Linked DNA regions of Zea mays: regions 1, 3 and 4 are each linked to region 2. A link is a contact called in public Hi-C data. All regions are on one chromosome and are shown on one strand. The core of a region is the stretch at or near the end of the contact, and the rest is flanking DNA. Distances in the headings are between cores, read along the strand shown.

Region 1 (2,772 bases), core at 101-2,600, 500 kb after region 2:
TAATGAGCGGCTCGGACACTCACATTAGTAATTTATGAAACTAAATTTGTCGTATGCATTGTATTGTGGGTGTTTTTATTAATTGTGATATCTTATTTAATTGGGTTGGTATCTAATTATACTTGGTAACTGCTAATAAAATTTTGACCAACTTTAAAAGCAATGCTCAGCTTTAACTATCTCCTTTGGTAAGTCTTACACTTCACATGAGCCCCACTGTAAGTGAGCTCATCCACATTGTTCCCCACAACTTGTTGAGCGATCAACGAATGTGACCTCACCCTTGTTGTACTCACATCCCTCAGGTCAAGAATAGGTACCCAAGATAAGGAGCATGAAGGATGTTGTGATGAGTTTGTGAGAGGTCTAGACCGCCGCCTCTCAGTCAACTTAGATTGCTGGATTATTGTCTTCGTATGATGTAATTATTTAGTTATTTTGTATAGAACTCATATTATATAGTAAAAGATGTGACATCCGTTTTTGTACCATGACTCATCATATGTGTGAGACTTGATTCTATCACACATTTGACATTCGCCCGGGTTTGGCCTCCTAAATCCGGGGGAGCCATTGGCAATTTTGCCATTATCATTTGTGGGCTTCGCCAATATGCCATCGGACCCACAAATCATAGACACAGACGGTCCCACCAGTCATAGACACAGGATGGCATAATAACAGACAGCCAAAATTGAGAGTGGCAAAATAGCAAATTTCTCAAATCCGGGGGTGACATTCAGATTGATAGATAAACTTATGTTGTAGTGAGTTTGCAGGAGTAGGTTTCTTTTGCTGCAGGTTATCCTGGACAGTTTGTCTAAACTTTACTATATTTCTGTTATGGAAATATAGAAATGGGGTAATCTTCTTATCAAAAAAAAATGTAACATGTGGGTTTCTTCAAACAGTGATATGTCATGTTAATTATGAAAATGTCATTAAAATGTTTTCAGAATGGCTAATCGATTCTCATCGCTAGAGGAGCAATCAGCCCGATTAATCGCCTTCTGAATCCTAAGTTCTAAATCGAGCAAGTTGCAGGTGACATGACTGGGGACTAGGGACTCGGATCACAAATTCACAACGAGGACTAGGGTCTAGGGACTTGGGGAGTGATATGAGCACAGCCCACAGCTTCCATGACGGGGCGCACCCAACACATGAGCACTATAGGCAAGTCACCGGTGAACAAGGAGTCGAGGTCTGCGGAGAAGAGGTCAGCTACTGTAGGACCAAGGAGTGGGCACACTGGGGACCAAGGAGGGGGCGCCGATGGCGCACCGCTGTCTCTGTGCTCTACTGCTCTAGTGTCTGGTCTAGGGTTCTTCAATCTCCAGGCTATGTGATGCTCTACTACTCTCGTGTGTGGGCTAAGCTCTGCGTATAGGAAAGGTCAAGTGGGTTGCACTGGTCCAATATGAATGCTAACAAAAAACGAAGTGGGCCGAAATTGAAAATTCCCAAACGCGGGCAAACTGATCGTCCGCGACCTGATCGAACGACTAATCATGATTAAATGACGATTAATCGGATGATCAGGTTTCTAATCACTCTGATTGTGTCGCTATTGTTTATCGATCGAGTGCACAATTGTGATCAGTCAATTAATCGCTATTAATGAGACGATATGAAAACATTGATGACATTGCTATTATTTAATTAAGAATCTTATAAACATTAAGAATTAACATATACACAAAAATAAGTTAGTTGCTTTGCATATGAACCAATCTTCAGTTTGCATGGTTTATGAACTAACGAGCTGTATGTTTTGAAGTTAGTAGATGTTAAATCAATGCATGCATAGTAGTACTATAAAATTGAACATACCCTCAAAGAAAATTAAATCGTCATATTTCTGAGTAGAAATGAGACTCACAAGTTGTTCAAATTTAAATGCTTTAGAAATATAATTTCAACTGGCAGGGCGCAGTTTCGCCAATATAGCTTTAGTAAGGAAAGTGTTGGTTCTCTTGGCAGCTCTCTCAAGTAAAACCCTCTGATGCTTACATTCATGCCAACACTTTGATAAGAAGCACAGCAGAAAGTTGCCAAATTTCAATGACCTCGGGAACTCTGATGCCCGGTCATCAATCACAGAAATTAGCTCATTAACGGTGCTTGGTGTCAAGTAAATATCTTGACTAAGAATGTTGTAAAATAGTGCAAACAGAGATTCCGTCCACACCAAATGAGTACCGATATTCTCCATATGCTGAGGCATACAGATTGGTTTCCTCTCTTGCTCCTTTCCTGAAAGCAGCCTATGGCAGAAAGCAGTAACTTGCAGTGGATGCATGCATTCCTTGATAATACGTGTTAACACATCACACTGGGGAACATTTAGGCCGCCCTTTCTAAGAACCAGTGGAAAGAGTACAGCTTCCAGTGCTGCAGCTGGGTGGCGCTTGCAGAGACCCAATGCAGTGGAAAGGAGAACGGATGAAGCTGGTCTTTGAAGCTCCAGTAACTGTGGTAAGAAAACAGAACACAGAACAAGTGCTGGTCCTTTTCCATCCACCCCATCTTCCTCAAGCACTAAATTGGAAAGCAAGACCCTCAGAGTGTCATCGTCAGCTTCCCACGGCTGTACTAAGCTAAGCACTCCTGCAGCATTCCTGGACTCAACGCAAAGGTCCTGCAAATCCTTCGCCACCCGCCGGGCCGCCAAGACAGATTCCACTGTCACAATCTCCTTCTGCAGAGCCACGACTCTCTGCATGATTGAGTCCTCAAGCGGAGGAGCTTGAGGAGGAAGAACACGTCCAG
Region 2 (2,870 bases), core at 211-2,710:
TCATCGGCATACCATATAATGGCTAGGGCTGCGAATCCTCATTTGTTGCCGATGTATTAGACACAGACATCCTATTACTAGTTTCAAATGATGGGAAACTAGGAGCAATAGATTTCTCCAATGAACGTGTTAATTTTCTAATTGATTCTTCTAACCCTCCAATATATTGTTTTTATTTGATCTTGCTGTTGATCTACATACTGTTTAATAGATTGGATGTCGTCGGATTTACTTACATTGGAGATTTGAAGCGAAGGTAGAAGAGATGTGACCTTGATCTCTCCATGTTTGACAACCTTCTGGTGACGTTTCACCGTGAATTGTGAAGAAATTCTCCTTTGCTTAACGCATGTAGTCTTCGTATCACTGTTGCTCATCGGCCGATAGACTTTCAACAGCCGACCTAATGATATTGCCTGGAAAGGTACCAGTGTGATCTTTGAAACCGACCATTTGAGGGCCTGATTATTATTAGATCTAGACACCTATTCTCAGCGGAGTCGCCAAAAATTGTGTTGGCGCCGATCTGGGCGCCAAACACTGGAGATGAACAGCCTTGCAGTGCTCTCTGTGGAGGCACAAACGGTCTGCGTCACCGGGCCAGACGGTCCGCGACCTGGGCACAGGAGCGACTCCTTCTTTGCGTACGTCCGGACGGTCCGCGCGTAGGGCTCAGACGATCCGTGATGGAATAGAAGGTCGTCTTATTCACATAAGACCTAGATCTCGCCTCCTAGAAGGGACCCGTCGTGGAGGAGAGATCTTAGGGTGTGTCTTGGGGTCAGCAGGCCACCCGAGACGTCTCTAGTCGACGTAGAGCTGAAGAGAGGTAAAAATTCGAGGCAGAAGAATACTAAACTAGGGCTACTCCTAATGCTTAAGGTAAGAATGATGAGTAGAATTGATTGGATTGATTGTGTGAGGTTTAATCGGTCGTACCCCTTTATCTATATAAAGGGGAAGATCTGGACCCATTATAAGTCAGTTTCCGAGTTAATCCCGCGAAGATCGATATCAAATTCCGCAAGAAAACAGGGAACATAAATGATTCTGCGCACGCGTGTATTATGCCGCCACTGTGGACTGTCCGATCACAGGGGCGGACAATCCGCAAGCCAATTCCGAAGTTACAGGTCAGCCACTCCATCAACGATGACGGACGAACCGATCCATAATAATTTTGAAATTTTTTATCCATACAATACACTATTTCTTTTGTGGTACGATTGACCAGACATGCGATTGTGTTTAAACTTTTCGATCTGGTTGGACGCAGTCTATTCGTGTGGCTTTAATCTATACATACTTTAATATGAAGCGGACAACCTTGACCTTCTATATTCATGTGAAAATTCACAATTAAACTCTTTTATGCGAAGTTTCTCAAAATTCAATAAGGTTCACGCATGTCAAACAGATATTGATCAAGTTTGAACTATAGGCGTGCAACGCGCCCCTTGATCTAGTTTGTCATAAGCTATCGACACACAAGTTTTGAAGCTTCGCGATTTGACGGGCGACCACAAAACCATACAGGCTCACACCAAAAGCGGCATAGCAGTATAGCACCATAACCCCTCTCTTCCCCGATGGACGCGACGACGAAGCGGCGGCACCAGCCCGGCGGCGCGCAGCCCACACGCCGTAAGGTCGTGGAGGAACCCTTCCACACCGCACCCCCTACACCTGCCGCGGCGTCCCCCTCCCGCCTCGTCGGCGCCATCGTCGAGAAGGGCTACTCCGCCGCCGCACCCTCCTCGGCGCCCCGACCTTCCGTCCTCCCCTTCCCCGTCGCCCGCCACCGCTCCCACGGCCCCGTAAGCAGACGCCGCCCTCCCAAACAAACCCTAGGCTCCTAACCCGCTAACCTCGATTTGCTTCGCCGCTGACCAACTACTACTTCCCGTTTCGCAGCACTGGGTTCCCTTGGTGAAGGACGCCCCCAAGGATGAGACCGCGGACAACGACGACGAGATGGACATGGATGAGACAGACTACCATCCTGTGGCAGCTGCTGCAGCTGGTCCTGTGAGGAGGAAGGAGAAGAAGGGCATGGATTTTAGCCGGTGGCGTGAGTTTGTTGGCGATGCTCCCCCCAAGCGGAGGCAGGGGAAGCCAGTGCAGGCCAAGAAACAGAGCGATCAGAGAATTGATGCTGGGGCTGTAGCTTCTAAGGTAGGTGGTGTGGCAGCTGAGGGGAGAGGATTGGAGGGAGGTGCTATGCGGCTTGACAGTGGAAATGCTAGCGAAGGGCCAGGTCCCGTGCTTTTGGTTTCTGATGTCGTGTCCAAGAAGCCAATGAGTCAGGTTGAATCGAGAGATGAATTGGTGAACACAAGTGAGGCTAGGAATTTGGCATCACAAGCAGAGAGTATGGACCTCGACGGCAGGGAGTCATCTATGGAAGCAGAGATCAGCGCAGAGAACATGGCTAGGTTGGCTGGGATGTCTGCAGGGGAGATTGCAGAGGCCCAAGCAGATATTGTAAATAAGCTGAACCCTGCATTGCTGGAGATGCTGAGGCGGCGGGGAAGGGAGAAGTCTGGAGGCACGAAGGATGTGGGTAAGGACAAGGGTCTGAAAAACTCAGGGCTGCAGAAGAATAAAAGGGCTACACCAGGGGATTGGTTGACTGCTGGTGAACATACTGGGCACTCCTGGAAGGTGTGGAGCGAAAGAGTGGAGCGGATCAGGTCTTGTAGGTTCACATTAGATGGAGACATATTGGGGTTCCAATCTTCTCACGAGCAACAAGATGGTATACCACATGGTTTTGCTCATATGAGCTACATTTGCTTCTGTTGGTGTGGTATCCTTTAGATGACAACCTATATCTCCCACTTTCAGGCAAGAAGATGCCTTCAGAAAGT
Region 3 (2,778 bases), core at 115-2,614, 280 kb after region 2:
TGTTACTGTCGGTATTCGTATGTGAATCATCATCATTACCATTTACGTTACATTTTGTGAACCAAACGACACCTAAAGTTTTGGAGGCCACTTTTAGTCATCCTGTTTGGCACTTTAGGAACTAAGTTAGTGGTTGGTTCCGAAACTAGCTGGGATAGAGCGACTCAAACCAGGGAGCGGCTCCATCCAATGGATTTTATAGAGCCGGATGGTTCAACATTTAGACATAATTTTTCTTATTTAGAGTCATCCTATTCTACATGGAACCAATCCAAACAACAACAAATTAGGAAAGGAGCGGCTCCGTCTCACTAAAAGTGAATAAACTTCGGTCAATAAAGCTTATGCCTTGTTCAGTTGCGTCTAGATTGGAGTGGATAGAACAAGATTAAATCTCCTTCTATTTAATTTTGACTAGAGAGTGATTTAATCTCATCCAATCCCTTTCGATCCAGTCGCAACCGAACAAGACCCTAGTGGATGGAAACAAACAAACCCCTCAACATAGCCTGAGAACATGGTCGAACTCGATAGTCGAAGCAATTGAGATGCGAGTGTTGGAATCACTCCTGTCGTCACAAGTGCTGCCTAATCTCAAGCACTAAAAAGCTAGTAGTTTCAGTTTGCTTTCTGATGAACACACGCACACAACTAGTAGTTTACAAAGGAACACGCATGCAAGTGATAACAACCAACAGACTCCCAGATACATGCATGCAAGTGATAACAACCAACAGCCCAGTCGCCCGAGACTGACTCCACGATCCTATTCTACGTGCACGCTACAACAGCATGCTCATGGCGAGTCTCACTCACGCCACACACCTCCATCTCCAAGTCCATGCACACACTAATCAAGAGGCACATGGCCGGCGAGTCTCACGCCAACGACGTGCAAAAACCCAGTCGCTGGATCTATTCCTTCGCCACGAAAATCACTTCCGTCCACACGTACGCAGTTACCACTTCCCATGGCGTTGCTGGCCTCATGCCTTGCCGACTCCCTACAGCTAAATGCAAAACGAAATATAAACATGCAGATCTCCTAATGACAAGATTGTTTCTAACATCGAGATCCACGATTTTTTTTACTTTGATTTTTTTGTCATCCATCCTCAATGAACAAGATAAAAGCTCAACATGCCGAAATCGCCGACCAAAACGAAACGAACCCTTCATCCGGATCTCCCTCACGAACGCGCACCAGTCACCACGCGCGTCCCCAGTCCAACTGGGGGCCCCACGGAAGACGGTCCGGCCTCCACGTCACTGTCACGGTGAGCGCAGCCCCGAAACATCCATTCATTGAACGAACGAGCTCATCATCATTAAAAACAACGCAACCCAACCGCCGTGCTCTCGAAGGAACCCGCCCGCGGCCCGCCCGTTGCTTGCCCGCAAGACCGCAGCAGCTCAGTTGAGTTGACCTCGCGACCTCCCCCGGCCGGCGCCGCAGGGATGGAGGAGGGTGCGTCCTCGCCGGGCGACGGCGGGGGCATGCAGTTCCAGGTCGCGGTGGCCGTGCGCGGGGACGGCCGCGCCAGCCGCCGAGCCGCGCGGTGGGCCGCCGCCAGCCTGGTCCCGCCCGGCGGCCGCGTCGCGCTCGTCCACGTCATCCCGCCCGTCTCCTTCGTGCCGTCTCCATGTAAGGACCACTTCACTTCACTTCCCCTCCTCGAGTCCTCTGGGTTCCAAATGGGAGCCACCTAACGATGGGCTCCACGGTTTTTCTTTCTCGGTGTGGCGAAGCCGGGGAGAGGGTGCCGGTGGACAAGATGGAGCCGGAGGTGGTGGAGATGTACGCGCAGGACAACCGCGCGCTCGCGCAGGAGATCTTCCTCCCCTTCCGCCGCCTCGTCGGCCGCGGCAAAAGCGTGAGTGGAAGTGGCCCCCCTCGCGTTTCACTCCGCGTCGTAGCTTTGCTGGTACTGCGTCGTTTCTGATCGACTGGTTCGAGCCTGCCAAATTCGCAGGTGGAGACGGTGGTTCTGGAAGGGGACAGCGTCGCCGAGGCGCTGGTGAGGTACGCGGCGGAGTCCGGCGTCCGCAGCCTCGTGCTCGGATCCGCCTCCCTCAGCTGGTTCCGGAGGTGAGGATTTTTAGTACACAAGGCGTCTGGAATTTCACTTTTGAGAAACCAAATGTCCATGTTATAGGGATTCAGGGAATCGCTGCTAAGTTTTACTGAAATTAAATAATTTTACTGAAGTGAGGTAAAACTATAAGAATAAAGGCCACAGGGAGCAAAAAGGAGTGTCCCTTTTTGGAGACAGTGAAACGAGCTTCATTCTGTCAGACCAACGATTTGGCAAACATTTCGTCAGGATTGAGCGTCTTTTCTGTCAAAGGCTAGCACTTTTTTTTTATTTTTTTTGCAAATCTCTCCAAACACAAAGACTAGGATTCTGCTTTTGAGAACCCCACAAGTGATGTGATGGATCATGCCTTTTTCCTAATTAAAACAAAAAAGGAAAGCAAGGGAGCAAAAGGGGGGGGGGGATAGTGAGATGTGCGCGCGCATTTGGCATAGTGGGATGTGCCCAAAGCAATGGTAGGGAACAAAAGGGAAAACAAAACTCAAAATACAAACAGACAAACCTTTTGAGATAGTGGGATGCGCACACAGGCACAGCATTTGGTATTGGAAAGCTGGACGCATGCACGTACACTGGAATTGATCTGCTTTTTTTTATGAAGATCAAACCTCTTTTAAGCTCTTTTATGTTTTTGAGTAAAATATGAATAGGACTAACCTATTCTCCCCCTTGGCAAGACTCG
Region 4 (2,914 bases), core at 412-2,911, 310 kb before region 2:
TTTCTAGATACATAGTTTTTGCTATGCACTTAGATATACATCATGTCTATATACGTAGTAACAGCAATGTATCTAGAAAAGCCAGAGCGTCTAACAATTTGGAACGGAGGTGGTAACAATTTAAAGGGAAAATTACTTAATAATGTCATCATGTTTCCAGTGACTGCGATAAAAAATCTTATACTGAAATTAGTAATTCTGTACTGCTGTAGAGTTCAGCTAAAGGAATAGGAACTCACACTTGAGTTATTTGTCTACTCTCATGATTTCCTCTCAATATTGTGATTCTGTCTCTATAACGTACTTTTAGAGCCACCAATAAGGACACAGTCTCCACTGAGTAGTAGCCACGGTCTGCAGAAAAACCCATAGTCAACTCAACTGTGGTATGGAAACAAATAAAACTATCGAAAGCAGTAGAAAGTTTAGATATGAAGACGGTAAGCTTCCCCAGTACCTTGACAAGTTAACTGGAAAAGGTAACATTTCCTGAAGCACGTCTAATATTGCACAGCACTAGGACGCAGCACATCAAAAATTGCAGGAAAGTTTAATTGGACAGCGTCCTGTTTGTGTGTATGCCCATATGCTAGGCCCATAGAAATAGCACATGTAACAAGCGTGTTTTGCAGGCAAGGCTCTTATAAGTTCATCTATAGCTTTTCAAGAATGCTTTACGTGTACAATCAATGTGAGCAATAGTGTAGTGTACAATCAGTAGACCATCCATATATATGCCATAAAATTTAAAAAGGTTCACGTTTTCAATTTCTTATATACAATAACTACAAACATTCAATAATTGCTAGTCTGCAGAAGTTTTTAAGTCACTTATCATAAAGCAACAAATTTATCATGTAATAACGCCAGAAAGAATCTTTGTGATCCATAAAGCAACAGTGAGGAAGCCATAATCAGCTTAAACAGTCCATTTAGCATAATCAGCTTGAACAATCCGTTTAGCATCAATAACCCCGTCCACTGAGCCATAATCAGCTTGAGCGCCTCAGTTCACAAGCACGATCTATTGAAACCAATACTCCTAGCTAATAACAGTCTCCAGAGAAACAGATCGAACCACCATGCAAATCAACAGATCGACCGGAACCAAGAACGAGTCGGGAGGGGCTAGGATAGGCGGGAGGGGCTAGGATACGTAGTCGGGAGGGACTGACCGACGTAGTCGCCCATAAAGAGGTAGTTGGTGTCGGGCGCGTCGCCACCGATGCGAAAGAGCTCGATGAGGTCGTAGAACTGGCCGTGGATGTCGCCGCAGACAGTGACGGGGCAGCGCACGGGCTGCACGTTCCACTCCTCCATGAGGATCGCCTTGGCCTGCTCGCATAGCGTTTTGACCTCCGCCTCAGGCAGGAACTTGCAATCCCGCAGCTGCGAGATCTGGCGGTCCAGATCCGCGTGCGATGGCATCGCTGCTGCCGCTGCCGCTGCGCTCTCCCTCAAACCTCCCCTTTCCTTCCCCCTTACCTAGTTCCCTCCGCCGCAGCCCCAACCAGAACAGCCTAGGAGGAGGAGGAGCGCGGGACCCAGCAAAGCCGCCGGCGGAGAGGGGCGCCGGGGCGCGGGGGATTGGACGGGATCGAAGAGGACGGAGGTGGAGGCGAGGAGGTGCTAGTGCCTATGCCTCCATCATTCCCTCTCGCTTCGCGATCTTTTGTTCGTGGATGGGGGGAGCTTTTCTTTAAATTTTTTGTTTTCCTCGCTGTCTTGGTATTTGTTTTCGATTTGGCTTTGGGCTTTTCTTTTTGGTGATTTAGTCCTTGGTTATAGTAGTTTTATGTGTTGTTTTATGAAATAAAGGCAAACCTCCTTACCAGGTAGAGAGTTATGCGTTTGATTACGGGTCAGCTAGGATAGGAACGTTTTCTAGTGTCCTCTCTCGTCCCTCTAATTTTAAGGGACAACAGAGGACAACATTAGGATAGTCATGTCCCAACCCTCGACTTAGAACCAAACAACCTAATTTGAGGAATCGTCTCATCCCATTCTGTTCTATCATTGTAACCAAATGTACCCATAGAGATCTCCAGAAAGACCTATATGTTACAAAAAAAATTAGGATAAACTAGCGAAAAACAAAGTCTAAGGGAAATTAGTTCATTTTCCCATGAAAAAAATAGAAATCTCTTAGGAAAATGAGGTTCCCAAACTAGCCCTAACAGGTGACCAAAACTTCCTCAAAAACTTTGGGACTACGAATTCATCTCCACACATATTTTTATAAACTATGGCATGCCCAAACTCCAATAAAAATCATTTCCCACATGTGATTCATTTTCCACCGGTTCTTTTTATTCCACATGCGAGGGGGGCGAAAAGAGTGCATTTGCACTAGGGCAACAAAGTCGTGACCAACAGTGGAGACAGTGACTTGAAGGGCGGGTGTGGCGGCAGCGGCAGCAGCGTGAAGGGTGGCTACGGTAGCGACATGAAAAAGACAGTGACGGTGGTGGCTTGAAGGGCTACATCGGCGACAACGTGAAGGGCACGGTTATGGGGTCGTGAAGGTCGGCTGTGGTGGCGGCGTATATGAGGGTTGTGGCAGGGGCATGAAGGGTGGCGGCGGCAGATGGAAGGGCTGTGGCGGCGACGTGTAGATTAGATGCGTTGGCGGATTGAAGGTATGTTCATGTAGTAAAGAACTTGTTCTCCTAGAAATTGCCCTCCCTTCTCTATTGGCTTTTAGGAAACGTGAATTAAAAAACATTTCAAAGCCCAATTCTCCCTTCTTTGTAGCGGCATGAAGAGCAGCAATGCAACCACCATGGTCAAGTACTCCTGTCTGGTAGGGGCAAGAAAGAGTTGCTTGCGCGAGGTTTCAACAACGTGTTGTGGCTAGAAGGGGGCAGCAAAATCAACGGCTTGGGGCGAGGACAACTTGCAATGGAGTAGTGGA

The links. A called contact is a pair of places that touch in the nucleus more often than the background predicts.
Region 1: a contact with region 2 is called in a Hi-C map of leaf, with 4 times the contacts expected there. The contact joins the enhancer-like site here to the promoter of LOC103638625 in region 2. A contact is called at or near these places in 3 of 25 Hi-C or Micro-C datasets (ear, leaf and tassel).
Region 3: a contact with region 2 is called in a Hi-C map of root tip, with 2.6 times the contacts expected there. The contact joins the promoter of LOC103638622 here to the promoter of LOC103638625 in region 2. A contact is called at or near these places in 15 of 25 Hi-C or Micro-C datasets (bundle sheath, ear, endosperm and 3 more) and 2 of 3 datasets of contacts at active chromatin or transcription factors (leaf and seedling).
Region 4: a contact with region 2 is called in a Hi-C map of endosperm, with 2.8 times the contacts expected there. The contact joins the promoter of LOC100272765 here to the promoter of LOC103638625 in region 2. A contact is called at or near these places in 4 of 25 Hi-C or Micro-C datasets (ear, endosperm and leaf).

Annotation. Positions count from the first base shown.
Region 1 is chr9:86,028,384-86,031,155 of Zm-B73-REFERENCE-NAM-5.0, reverse strand. No RefSeq gene overlaps it. Among protein-coding and RNA genes, the nearest start is that of LOC100274875, 100 kb to the left of the region's middle. Within about 2 kb of position 1,350, at least 13 of the 20 cell types and tissues checked have an H3K27ac peak or open chromatin away from gene starts, as enhancers often do. A contact at or near this core is called in ear, leaf and tassel, where this site is marked.
Region 2 is chr9:86,527,772-86,530,641 of Zm-B73-REFERENCE-NAM-5.0, reverse strand. LOC103638625 (transcriptional elongation regulator MINIYO) reads left to right here and starts at 1,460. Exons shown (of 10, transcript XM_008661481.2): 1 at 1,460-1,817; 2 at 1,915-2,758; 3 at 2,848-2,870. The coding sequence starts at 1,590.
Region 3 is chr9:86,252,566-86,255,343 of Zm-B73-REFERENCE-NAM-5.0, reverse strand. It overlaps LOC103638622 (U-box domain-containing protein 34), which reads left to right and starts at 1,364. Exons shown (of 9, transcript XM_008661480.4): 1 at 1,364-1,645; 2 at 1,750-1,874; 3 at 1,974-2,089. The coding sequence starts at 1,459.
Region 4 is chr9:86,833,357-86,836,270 of Zm-B73-REFERENCE-NAM-5.0, reverse strand. LOC100272765 (putative serine/threonine protein phosphatase superfamily protein) reads right to left here and starts at 1,661. Exons shown (of 6, transcript NM_001147218.1): 1 at 1,176-1,661; 2 at 240-354. The coding sequence starts at 1,428.